2 separate regions of the Mus musculus genome follow, and region 1 is linked to region 2. The links are chromatin contacts, called in public HiChIP or PLAC-seq maps. All regions are on one chromosome and are shown on one strand. The core of a region is the stretch at or near the end of the contact, and the rest is flanking DNA. Distances in the headings are between cores, read along the strand shown. Region 1 overlaps Gm31527 (a long non-coding RNA gene). Region 2 has its middle 25 kb from the start of Gm32126.

The links. HiChIP or PLAC-seq counts read pairs in DNA pulled down with a chosen protein or histone mark.
Region 1: an H3K27ac HiChIP or PLAC-seq map of bone marrow-derived dendritic cells shows a contact between it and region 2, with 3 times the contacts expected there. The contact joins two enhancer-like sites. A contact is called at or near these places in 2 of 15 datasets of contacts at CTCF or cohesin (CD8 T cells and pro-B cells), 31 of 484 Hi-C or Micro-C datasets (the BV-2 cell line, CD4 T cells, CD8 T cells and 24 more), 7 of 115 datasets of contacts at active chromatin or transcription factors (the 230-238 cell line, CD4 T cells, CD8 T cells and 4 more) and 1 of 9 other capture datasets (bone marrow-derived macrophages).

The regions. Positions count from the first base shown.
Region 1 is chr16:23,996,864-24,003,406 of GRCm38.p6, reverse strand. Gm31527 (a long non-coding RNA gene) reads right to left here. Exons shown (of 2, transcript XR_384770.3): 2 at 3,971-4,093. Among named protein-coding and RNA genes, the nearest start is that of Bcl6, 11 kb to the right of the region's middle. Within about 2 kb of position 3,691, at least 17 of the 459 cell types and tissues checked have an H3K27ac peak or open chromatin away from gene starts, as enhancers often do. A contact at or near this core is called in bone marrow-derived dendritic cells, where this site is marked.
Region 2 is chr16:24,131,920-24,137,904 of GRCm38.p6, reverse strand. No RefSeq gene overlaps it. Among named protein-coding and RNA genes, the nearest start is that of Gm32126, 25 kb to the left of the region's middle. Within about 2 kb of position 1,799, at least 77 of the 459 cell types and tissues checked have an H3K27ac peak or open chromatin away from gene starts, as enhancers often do. A contact at or near this core is called in bone marrow-derived dendritic cells, where this site is marked.

The DNA of each region.
Region 1 (6,543 bases), core at 2,442-4,941, 140 kb after region 2:
TTTGACCCAATTTCTCTATAATTGAGAAGTTTGTATTTCTAAGGACCACTTCACCCTTACTGTTTTGGAGAAATTGTTCCGGTAAAAGTGGGACTCACACTATAGTTCATATTGCCTGAGAACTCACTATAATCTAGGGTACCATTAACCTCACCACATCTTTTCCCAGACTTCTGGGGGCTGTTATAACAGGAGTGAGCCACAACTTTTGGCTTGGTTCTTTTTTGTTGTTATGGTTTTAAACTGTCTAGTACAAAACTCAACTGTTTCCCCTACTATCAAAAATTGATGGATCCCAAATTTGTATCTCCAAACTGGTATTTTTTTTTATACTCAAGTCTTGAATATTCAATTGCATCCCTTAAAATATCTACCACAGAGACATTGTAAACATATCATGTTCAAAACTGAGTTTTGAACAATTCTCACCCACCCCAAAATATTTCTTTACCCTGTTAATCCTTGAACTGCCTAATCAAATAAAAATTGAGATTTTTATTGTTAGCTCTACTGCCTTTGCACTCGCCACAGATCAGTGTGATCTGTTGCTAAATCCTGTCTATTCTTACTTGGCAGTGTGTATCAAGTCTTTGATACACACTTACTGCTTACTGGCTTGCTCCTCATGCCTTGCTCCTATGCCTCACCATCTACAAGGCTAACTCCTTAGTCTATGTTAGTGCCTCTCATACCAGGGATCTTACAATGGCCTTTTAAAAAGTTCCCTTCTGGAATCTTTCTTCCACTGAACAGGTAGAATTACACGCTGACTAGTTTGATTTGCTTGTCTACTTGTCACAAGCTGAGGTCATTTAGGAAAATGAAATGTCAACCGAGGGAAGGGGGAACACCACAAGATGGGCCCATAGGCAAGAATGTAGGCGATTTTCTTGATTAATGATTGGTGTGTGAGGGCTCAGCCTACTGTGGGTGGTGCCACTTTTGAGTGGGTTGTCCTGTGTTGTATAAGAAACTAGGCTGAGAAAGGCATGAGGAGCAAGCCAGTAAGCAGCCCTCTGCTTCAGTCCCTGCCTCCAGGTTCCTGCCTTGACTTCCTCTGATAGTGTAAGCCTCAAGTCAAATCAAACCTTTCCCTCCCAGGTTGCCTTTGGTCTTGAGGCTTTATCACAGAAACAGTATGCAAAGTTTGTCTTAAGATAAAAGTCAGATCTGTCTACCATCTTGCTAACAACCTTTCACGAAATCTTGGGCATTTGGAATAACCTATAAAGTCCTAACTGTGACCTATGAAGAGCTATATATGAATAATCTCCCTCCTGATCCTCTGCCTAGCTCTCCTCTGCCATGCCAGCCCCTTCCAACCGTTGGAACCAACCATGAACTTACTCTGTAACGTTTCACTCTTGTTTTCTTGGCCTGAACATGTTCCCTCCCACTTTTGGCCTGGCCCAAGGGAGCCTTCTCTTTATAATTTCATATAAAAGTGTACTTAACAGATATCCCTGTTGACCATTGTTGAGAAAGTACTTCCAAGTGGGTGACCAAACTCTTTGTGTTCTGACCTCCTCATATCTTACAACTTGGACAGTCCCAGTCTCCCAGTTACAGTGCTGATAAGGGCATACCTTGTACAGGAGTTCCTTTGCTTTGATCTACTTAGATATGGATTCATCTGGGGCAGGAATCAGGCACCTACAACTATGGTTGGGTGAAAGGTTTCAGGAATGGGATGATAGGATGGGGAAATAGTGAACCATTGTGGGAGATGACTGTCCTTGCACAATGTGGAGATTGTCTAGGATCCTAATTTTTGTGGTGGTTCACCCATTTTCAGTTTTTAGACCACATACAACAATATTCTTCCCTCTTTATTTCTAGGAATCTAAAAATAAATAGTCTATTGATCCTGGGCTTGGTGATGACCAAAGTGGCAGGGGCAGGCAGGCAGGCTTCAAATGATATCCTCATGCCTGCCACCTTTATCCCTTTGCAGGTGTGTGGCCCATTCATTCCTGTGGAATACCCTGATTCTTCTGTTCCAGTTTGTACTTACTGGAGACTATACAAAGCATGGGGTGGGCCTGACCTAGTAGCACAGAACTTTAATCTCAGAACTTGAGATGTAGAGGAAGGAAGGTCAGATCTTCGAGGCCAATCTAGGCTATATGATGAGTTTAGAGTCAACCTTTGAGAGAGAGGACTAGAGGAAGGAGGAGACAGCCTGTTGCAGGAAATGTTAAAAAAAGAACTGCCAAGTTCCCTAGATCCAGAGGGAAGGCTTTAAAATTTATATTTTATTTATTTAGTTTTGTGCTGTATATGCACATGTGCATTTGGCTGTGTGTGCATTCGTATATACATGCAGGGGAAAGCTAGAGATTGATCATTGAGTATCGTCCTTGATCTTCCTTAACTGTTCTCTTCCATGTCTTTTGGGGCAGCATCTTTCACTGAACCCAGAGTACATCAATTCATCTAGGCTTGATGGCCATTGAGCTCAGGACCTGTCTTCACCCATGCATCCAGTATTCCACAGGGCCCGGCTTTTATATGGGTACTGAGTCTCTGATTTGGGTCTTGATGTTTGTGTCTCTAACAGAGCCATCTCTCTGGCCACCAAGATGGGCTTTTAAACATTGTATGAGTGTTTATTGGGGGAGGTACATGTGCATCTACGTGGGAGTGTGCGTTGCATGCACATGGAAACCAGAAGCCGACAGTCAGGTGTCCTCTTTGAATGCTCTTCACCTTGTGTTTGAAGACAGGATCTCTCACTGAACCCAGTGCTCACCAATTGGCCAGGCTGAGGATGGACCTGACTCCTCCTGCCTTCCTTCTCTGTCCCCACATGCACACTAGGTTATTGAGTCACACCACCCTTGCCATGGTTTTCACATGGCTGTTGGCTATCCCAACTCAGGTCTTCACACTCAAGCATCGGGCACTTCATCTTTAGCCATCTCGGTAACCTCACAAAATGTGCTGTTGCCTCTCTCCCCTCAACACCTATGCTTTGATTCTTATGGAGTGCCTCTTTTATTTACTGTAATGTCCTGGGGGTGGCTCTGTATTTGCTGTAGAAAGAAAAAGGATAGATTAAAACTCCACCATGAGATGGAGTTAGACCAGGATTTTTTTTTCCTGTCATTTAGGGTTTTCTGGTAGATAATTATCCTGCCTCATTATTTTGATAACTCACTCATCACTTCAATTGCTTTAAAATGCTGTAAGCAGCTGCCTTGCCGATCTTAGAACACAGGCCCAATCAATTGGAATTTTACTGTACATTTTTCTAAGAGTAAAGTTAGCTCAGAATAATTGCTTTTTTTCCTGTTTGGGTGTAGGAAAGGTGTAGGGAGGAGCTAAAGTAAAAGAGAGAGGAAGAAAGGGGAAGAATGTACCAGAAACAAGGATCTAACACTGGATTTCAGTTCCCACTACAGGAAAATGGTTCATTTCCAATTCTGCATTTCAAGAACAAAAAGACTTTCTGATGATCTTTTCAGATTTTTTCTTTGGATCAGTGTTTATCTTTAGCTGAAATGTATATCTTCCAGTACTTAAAGGCTTAAATCATTTGAGGAAGTGAAATCATCATATTTGAGGATGGTTGCAAAGTCAAGACTGGGCACTTGAAACGCAGATTTTCTAGATACAATATGAGTCTCCGGAGGTGTTACCAAATAACGGAATGCCTTCCCCTGACTTTGGTGCTTTCCAGTCTGGCTAGTCATTCACCAACCACTCTAAATGATGATGTTTGGATCGCCTTCCCCTCTGGTGCCCTTAATTCTCCTGACATGCTATTAAGTTCTCCCTTCATTGAAATGACAACCTTAGAGAACAAGAAACTGAGATCCCGAGAACTTAGTCAACTGTGGAGCTTCTAACTGTCATGTGGTGTCCTCAGACTTCACACTGAATTCTCTTTCGGTTCTTCCTTCTTCAACTTAGTCAACGTCTTTTAAGTGAGCATTGGCTGTCAAACATACCACTGAGAAAACAGAACTGAACCACCTCTGATCTTGAGTTTATTCTTCAAGACAGAGATCAAGGCATAGAGGCTGGAGTGCAGAGTGGAGGGAACTGCATGGCTCTCTAGGGAATCCTCAGGAGTCTGGTGTGGACAATTCTGTGTATGAGATTGGAAAGAAGTTAGCCCGAATGGCGGAATTCTTTAAGCATCTTGTCCTTGATTCTTAATTCACCTTCCTAAATTACAGCCTCTACCAATCTTTTTCTGTCCATTTTGCTTTGAGTCTCTTGCTGAGATTTTTGTCCGCAGAACTTACAGCATAGCAAGGTTAATCTCAACAATTTGATGCTTAAACATTGAAAGCTGCTGGACTTTTGATTAATTGTTAAATCTCGTCTAGGCAATATGTATGTGCCATCATATCTGTGCAGTTTCAATCCTGAATACCACTCTCCCCAATGGTCCCAAATTTTCAAGGCTGGCCTCCACCCCAGAAGTATTAGGAGGAAGTGAGACATTCTAAGAGATAGATGTACTAGGGGCCTCCTAGTTTATCAGCGGCATGACCTCTGTCTTTAAGTTTTGCATACTTGCAATGAATGGACCACATTCTTCCATCATTATAAACTGCCTTGCCATGGGGCCCAAACAGGAGCGCCAATGACCTAGACTGAGACTTCTAAAATCTGACCAGAATAAACATTTTCTACTGAAGGGTTAGTGCATTGGTATTTGTTATAGGAGTGGAAAGTTGACTACTCTAATATCCAATTTGTTTTTGCCTGGCCACAGAAAACAAATAGTTATAGCTCCTGGCTGATGGGTCCAAGCTGAGGCAGGCTGGATCTTGATGGCTGGAATGCTGTAGAAACCCGTCTTGTTGCACAGTTTACGACCCAAAGTTCTGGAATGCCCATAGAGCTATGACGATCTTGACCTTAGGTGAATTGACATTGTGATGCTCAGATTCTCTGGTAACTAATGTTGGATTCTAGAGTTCGGGTTGTGGGTATTCCTTTAAGTTGTGGGCATTAGAACCACATGATACTGGGTGATCTTTGTTTATGGTAGAACCTAGCACATGCACGGATATGCTGAACACGAAGCTCAGAATAATAGGCTTTCCAAGAAGGCTAAAAGTGCAAGTGAGAGCTAAGTTGTGTTGCTATGGCTTGAAAACTCATGATGATGATAGAGAGAGCTGAGGCTGTGAGCTCTCACATGGGCTCTTTAGGGCTCCCTCCACATGGGGAGTTATACGTTCCTGGATGGTACATGGAGGTGACTGGGCTATACTCAGTTTTCACAATAAATACTAGATCAAACACTTCAGAGGGCTGACGTCATGAGTGAGCTGGTGCCTCCCTCCAATCTGAGAGCAGGTTTCAGAGAGCAGCTTCTGGGAAGTCATGGTGTTTTACTGGGCTCCCAACCAGGACATGTGGGGCAAGTTTTAGCACAGGCACTGTCGTTTGTGTAACCTAAAGCATGTCTCAGCACCTTTCCGGATCTTTACGTCTTCAGTTGATGGTGAACGCCTGTGGTCAGGAGCCCATGTTTCATTCATTCAGCATAGTGCCTACCTCACAAAAGGTTAATAAAATATACAAGTTTGAGCAAGGAAGTACATGTGTAAATAGAAGGAATGAAAAGTGAGAAATCATGTTTGTAGTTTAAGAGAGGGTAGTCTTAGTAAAACCATGATCCTTGCTTTCACCTACTAGATACTGACCTCTAACCTCCCCCCCCCCCACTTCTTTGAAAGCCAGTGATTCTGATAATGACATCATCTCCAAAGTTCTTAACAGTTCTGTGGTTTTTCTGATTGAAAGCTGAAACATAAACATCGAAATAGTTTATAGTTTTTCAGCATTTTCTAGCCAAACATTTATCAAGAATCAAAATAAATGACCTGCTGTCCTAAGAGCGTCTTGAAGATTTAGCTACCAGGATAGCAAATGGGTGACTTCATAGCACAGCACCCAGGAAGCCCTTTGACATTTGCAAATGTCGTGAAACACTAACAGACAAGATACCCACACCACCAAGGGGGTGGGAAATAGATCAGAGATGTGCAGATCTGCTTTATTTATTTGCTGTCAGTGCCCATAGAGAGGGAGGCAGCTTGTTGCTGGGGAGGCTGGTATTTTCAGAATGAAGGAAACTCTCTCTCCAGTACTGTACAGCAGGCAGTTCTCACTTCTGTTGTGAGCCTCCCAGATGTGAGTGACTGGCACTGTAAGTGAAATATTTGAAACTGTGAGTTAAGCATCTCATTGTCTGCAGAGAAAAGGCATGGCTTGGGGCTTTCCATGTGTGTGTCAGTGAGATATAGGTGGTGGACATTAGACATTTTCAAAGACAAAGAATAGAGGGAAAAATTTATAATCCTACTACCCTAAAGCAACTGCTATACATATTTGGTTAGTTGTGTACTCTTATTTATATTTAGTCTATTTTCTAAAAAAATATTTTAAAATATAGTTGTAAGTGTATTATATGGACTTACAAGAGGTATATATGGATGTGTGTATCCAGCTTCATTACTTTACATATTACCATCTGCTTGTTTGTTTGTTTGTTTGTTTTGAGACAAAACACATAAC
Region 2 (5,985 bases), core at 550-3,049:
TGCAAATCCTTCCTGCTCCCAAATTGTGGAAGAAAATGGCATGTTGGTTTAAGAGCACGCCAAGTGACAGCCTGAGGTGGCAGGGACAGAGATGAAATTAGCTCAGAATGTCAGGAGGGGTGTGTGCCCTGCCAGAGCATCTCACCTCAGTCTTGCAGGCAGTGCATCTGAAGAGGAATTACAAGGCAAGAGCGAGCCTTGATTATGTTTACTCTCTAAAGGGCTACATAAAGGAATGTACAGACTAGATGCTGCAGCTAGAGGAGATGAGGGCTTGAGCCAGGGCACCATGGGTGGAGGAAGGGACAGCATGGCTGAAATATTAACTTCCAGAGTTAAACTCCCAGCAGGTGATCGGCATGTGGCAATCCAGTCTTGAAAGAGTGCTTCTGAACTTCCTCACTGGAGTCCATGCAAAGCCCCTAATCAAGGCCAGACAGGAATTACCAAGACCAGATTCAGCAACAGGGAGGAAGGAATAGAAAAGAGAACTGCCCTTTGAGCAGGCTTTAAGATGCCAGCAGGAAGCACTGTCCTGGAGCTGTAGTTGGTGTTTGGGAAGGCGGTGGTACTGTATGGGAGGGAACTAGGAGCCAGAGGCAGAGATTTGGGACACACCAGGCTTCGAAGCGTATTTAGGAAGGAGATACAGACAGAAACTCAAAGTGGATTTTTGAAGAATCTCATAGGGATGTGCTCACATCAGGAGATGGGCAGTGGGGGTCCAGGAGAGATTTTTTTAAAGTGCTATGAGTTTGAGGTGGTTGGGTGCTTGCATAGCAAGAATAAGTCCCTGGATTTGGTCCCCAGATCACTGAAAAGAATTGATGAAGCAGTTAATTTTCTTTTAAAATGAAAATACTACTGCGGATCTGAGAATGAGGAAGACTGCAAAAAGGTAGTTTGATTTGGCAACGAGGAGGTCCCCAGAGACCATAGAGGAGTCACAGAAAGGGCTGCACTGGTGTATGGAGTATGTGCAGGGTATCCTGAGCCCAGTGAAGCAGAGTAGAAGCCAAGGGAGACCACTCCTGGCTACGACCAGTCCTGGCTAACTTTAAATTCTTTACCAGTCTAAGATTTTTTTTTTCAAATAGTTTTCTGAAATTGTTAACCCAGGGACAATTTATGGAGAACACACTTCTGCTTTGGCAGGGGACAGAGCAATGAATCACTGTCTCTGTCTTCCGGGCTTTTTTTTTTTTTTTTTTTTTTTTTTTTTTGGTCTAATGTCAGGGAGTGACACAGCAAATTAAACCAACAAGTGTGAAAGTGCTTAGCAGGGCACTCAACATTTAGGTGAGAAACTATTTTCATTTTCAAATTGCTATACATTAGAACCGAGAGGGAAAGGGTAAGAGGGTGCCTAGGGAGCTAGGAATTGCTCAGTTTAGCTAGGGGCTTCTTTTTGTTGCTGTGCTTTAGGTAAGGTCTCACTCCATAGACCAGCCTGGTCCTTAGCTAACAGCCATCCTCTCACCTTGGTCTTCCAAAGATAAGAACTGCCAGCATGTGCCACCTCACTGGGCTAGGGAAAGGCTTCTAAGAAGAGCTTAATTGGAACATGAAGTACTGGTGGGGTCTGAATATGCAGAAGCAAGGGTTATCGAGGCTAGGGACAGTTTTAGATGGCCGGAACCTGTACACTTAAACAGCTGAGTTTGAAAGCAAGAAGAATTGTTAGTAAGGGCCAAAAACAATTTAGTGGCTGTCTCATAGGAATAGAGCTCTAGAACCATGAGTCCTAAGGCAACAACCAGAAGCAACAGGCTCTCCTAAGAACAGGGGCCAGAGGACTTTGAGAGCCTTCCCCACCCCCATTCTGACTCATTGTGGGACTGAGTTAGGTTTTAGTACTTCATTTCCCTTGGTCAAACCAAGGCCATTTGAATGCACCTGCCTGCCATCTGTCACCTTTGCCTGGCCCAGTGAAGGTGGCCATTGTGAGGGGCAGGGAGCACTTGCTAATTATACTTCTGTGGCCAAGGCGCCACGTGAAGGCTTTTGGCGGTCTCACTCAAATGAAGTGGGGGCCGGCTGACTGCTCCGCCACATGTGGAGGCCAGCTTGGCTAGTCCTCCCAGTGAACCTCTAGTTTTGTTTTGAGGTTGCAAATTACAGATGTTGGTGGCTATTCTAAAAAAAAAAAAAAAAAAAAAAAAAGGTGGAAGGGGTGCGCTGAAGAGGAGGAGGGGTGGTGAAGTGGAGTTCCACCTGAAAAAGGGCACACACGACTTGACCCCAGCCTACTGTCCCCACTGTCCTTCATTTTGTCCACCTTAATTCCTCCCTCTTCATCCAAGTAGTTGGACTTGATATACCTAGCAAGTGGTAGGTTTCTACAAGGGAATAAAATGGTAGCAAGCATCACTATGAAGTTATGTGACTAAGGACTCCTGCTTCACCAAACAGTGAGCCACCTTGTTTATCTGCGAGGGCACAGGAGTTTGGCTATGTCAACAGTGACCAATAAACCATAGATCCCCGAGATATGTTATAACATCATTGTTCCTAAGAACTACAACACAGCAGGCACAATATTATAAAAAGAAGTAGAGTTTTCACCTATTGAATTTTCTTGGTCTCCAGAACAGATGGTGGTGGTGGTGGTAGTGATAATGGTGAGATGATGATGATCATAGAGATGATGGTTAGGTGTCACAAGTCATTCTGTATACTACAAAGTACTAAGAAACTTATAAATTCATTTTCTCCCAAAACATGTCTGAGATCCAAGTCAACATTTGAGTATTTGCCAAAAGGTAACTAACACATCTAGTGAAGTGAGCCAAGTACAGATTCATTAGTTAGAACTGAGCATAGTGTGAGTTCCGAGTTTTGCATTGTGGTCTCGCCCTTACCAGCTGGGTGACCTCGGACAAACCATTTCACTCCTCGGAGCTTTAGTGTCTTCATATGTAAAACTGTGTTAATAATAACCATCTCAGAAGGTTATTGTAGGGGTTTGATGATTTCATGTAAATAAAAAGGGACACTGTAAACTCTAAAGCATTATGCAAATATTAATTACTATCTATACAAGAATGGGCTGTCTGCAAGAGTGAATGCCAGTGCTGAGAGGCAATGTGTGCTGTGCCTGAAAGAGCATTTAATTTTGAATCAGAACACAGGGCTTCTATTTTGGTCTTGCATGTCAGGTGGCAGAGGAGAGTGACTTTCAACAGGCAACACACAACCAGCAGTGCACTTGCCTGTACAAAACAACTGCCACCATCCACCTGTCACCTTGTCACCTGTGATAGGCTAAATGATGGCCTCGGAGTTGCTCAGGACCTAACCTCCAGGGCTGTGAATGCCTGCTATCTCCCTGTTCAGATAAGATTAAATCGAGAGTTGAGAGGTGGAAACTCATCCTAGATCATCTTGAAGGGACCACATAAGCACCTGGATGTTTATACGGTGGGGCGAAGGAAGAGTCGGGGTTGATGACAATGCAGAGAGCTTTGAGTGATGGACTTTAAAGACTGAGAAAGAGGTTCAAAACAAAGAGAAGCTGAAGAGACAAGGAAAAGAATCCCACATCTAGCCTCTGGAAGAAGTCCTTCCTGTCCTTCCTGGTAATGATTTGACTTAAGCCCAGACAATATGACTAAGACTTCAGCAGCTTCCAGAACCTTAAGAACATAATTTGTGTTCTTTTTAAACCACACACATTGGGTACTTCCTCGTAGCAGTAATCAGAAACTCACACAGCAGCCCCTTCTTACGGCCCTCAGTTTCAAACCCCCTGGCTCTGGTTTCCTTCTTCCTGACCCACATCCAACTAAACAGACTGAAGGGGCTAGGCACTCTACTCTCCACTTGCTCAGTCCTTTGGCAGGCTAGTATGGAGCTGATCTTGCTGGCTCTATGGGGCTCCCACATTGCTGGGATTATTAACTGAATGGATTCTTTTGTTTAGCACCTCCAGTTGCTAGAGTTCTTTGTAGTGTATTCAGGCTGAGGAAATGAGATGTTATGGCTTTGGTTGAGTTTTTGAAACTCCTGGGCTCTTTATTTTCTCATCTGTCATTTGGAGATGAACTGCTGTTTCTATGCCTACTTCACGGGGCAAAGCCTTAGTAAAAATGACAGCAAGGAAAGTTATGTGACCTTTGCGATTCTGCTTGAGTGTGAGCCAATGCTATCATCATTTTCATTGTTACCTTCATTTTAAAGTGCTTATTTTCAAGTATGTGTGCTTGTGTGTGTGTGTGTGTGTGTGTGTGTGTGTGTGTGTGTGTGTGTGTGTACGTAGGTGTCCTTGGAAGCAAAGGGCTTCAGATCTTCTGGATCTGGAGTTGTAGTTGGTTGTGAGTTACTCAACGTGAGAAATGGGAGCCAAACTTAGGTCCATTGTAAGAGCAACACAAGCTCTTAATCACTGGAGCTATTCCTCCAGCCCCACGCTCGCGCTTACGCACTCCAGCCCTGCTTGTGCACAAAGAGTCTTCAAGCTTCAACTCTTCCAACCCACATGCTGTGACAATTAGCAAACGGTCTGATGGTAAACAAGTGAAAATATTTTCTAAGGATACTTTGCAGGTGAACATTGGATTTTAGACACCTGGATTGTCCTTGAACTTGAACATTAATAAAATAGACAGCCTCAAATATACAAAGCTTATGCCATCAGTAACAAAGCAGTTGCACTTTTAATGCTGCCCATTTGAAAGCAGTAAAGTAGGGCAGTTTTCACTCATGGAACAAAAATCCAGAAATGACATGCTGATGAGCAACAAGTTTATTTGAAAAAAAAAAAAGCCTGAAAATTATCTTTTGGCCACAAGATTGCCAAGAGTGGAGAACTGTCCACACAGGCCTGCTCTTGCTTTATATATCTCATCCCCGAAAGTGGATACTTCACCAGTTTGAAATTCTTTCCTATACATTTAAACCAGAATTTACCTAAAACTCAACTCCTACCCTTAGAACAGCCCGCGCATTTTGACTACCTTGTACATTTGATCAAAGGAGTAGAGAAGGGGCTGCTAGTGGAGGGGCTCAGGGGGATTGGCAGCATAACATTTACCGATCACTTAGTTAAACATTCTTTAAGTCAACAATGGAGACAGTGGCTAGAAGGCTGGCCCAGCTGTTGGTAGTCCTTATTGCTCTTGCCAAGGACCTGAATTTGGTTCCTGGTAACCATGTCAGGTGGGTCACTACTTTATACTTACCTACTTCCTTAATTCTTTCTCTAAGAAGCCCCTCCTTTAGCTATTAATCATTGTTGTAGAGATGGGAAGCTGGTGTCAGAGACATTAGGTGTCCTGAAGGCCACCATGTGCCTTACCTGACTTTGTAGAAAACTTGTGGTTGATTTTTCTCCGCTAATGAAGGAAAATAAAAGGATGTTATTTGTCTTAGTGTCCTCTGGGTTCTAAAATTAAGCTATTAAACAATCAGTCTTGACTCTGCTCTTGGAAACTATCCCCAATGTTCTCAATGTTCTTACAAACCTAGGAAAACCCACCGGAAGAGTGGGGCCATCTTTACTTACCCACGTTTGGCACATTTGGGCTGCCTTCCCCAGTGAGGCTCCTGGCTTTCCTCAGAAGTGAGATCTGACCTGTGACTCCTTGCCTGGGTTTCTTTTATGGTGACCAACATTAGCTGAGACTCGTGAGGAGAACCTTTGCTAATACTTTCCCCAGCCTAATGCAAGAAGGGACAGAAAGTTTGCCTCTGAATCAAGATACTGGAGGTCAGGACCTTGCTTAGCTGTTCCGCACTGTGATACGTGAGCCAGAACGGGCCTAGATGATGCGCCAAGTCTGCATTTCTCACTGCAAGGCATTTAGGTTGATGGACTTGGTTTGGATCTATGTGATTGGTAAAGACGGGCTCTAAATGTCTTTGATCACTTAAATGTCTTTGGTCATCGAAATGTTTTTGGCTTTGGTCATCTAAAATCTATGTTTACTCCCATTTACTAATAGTGAGAAAAAGCCTCCTGTTTCTTTGGTGACCCAGAGAGGTACA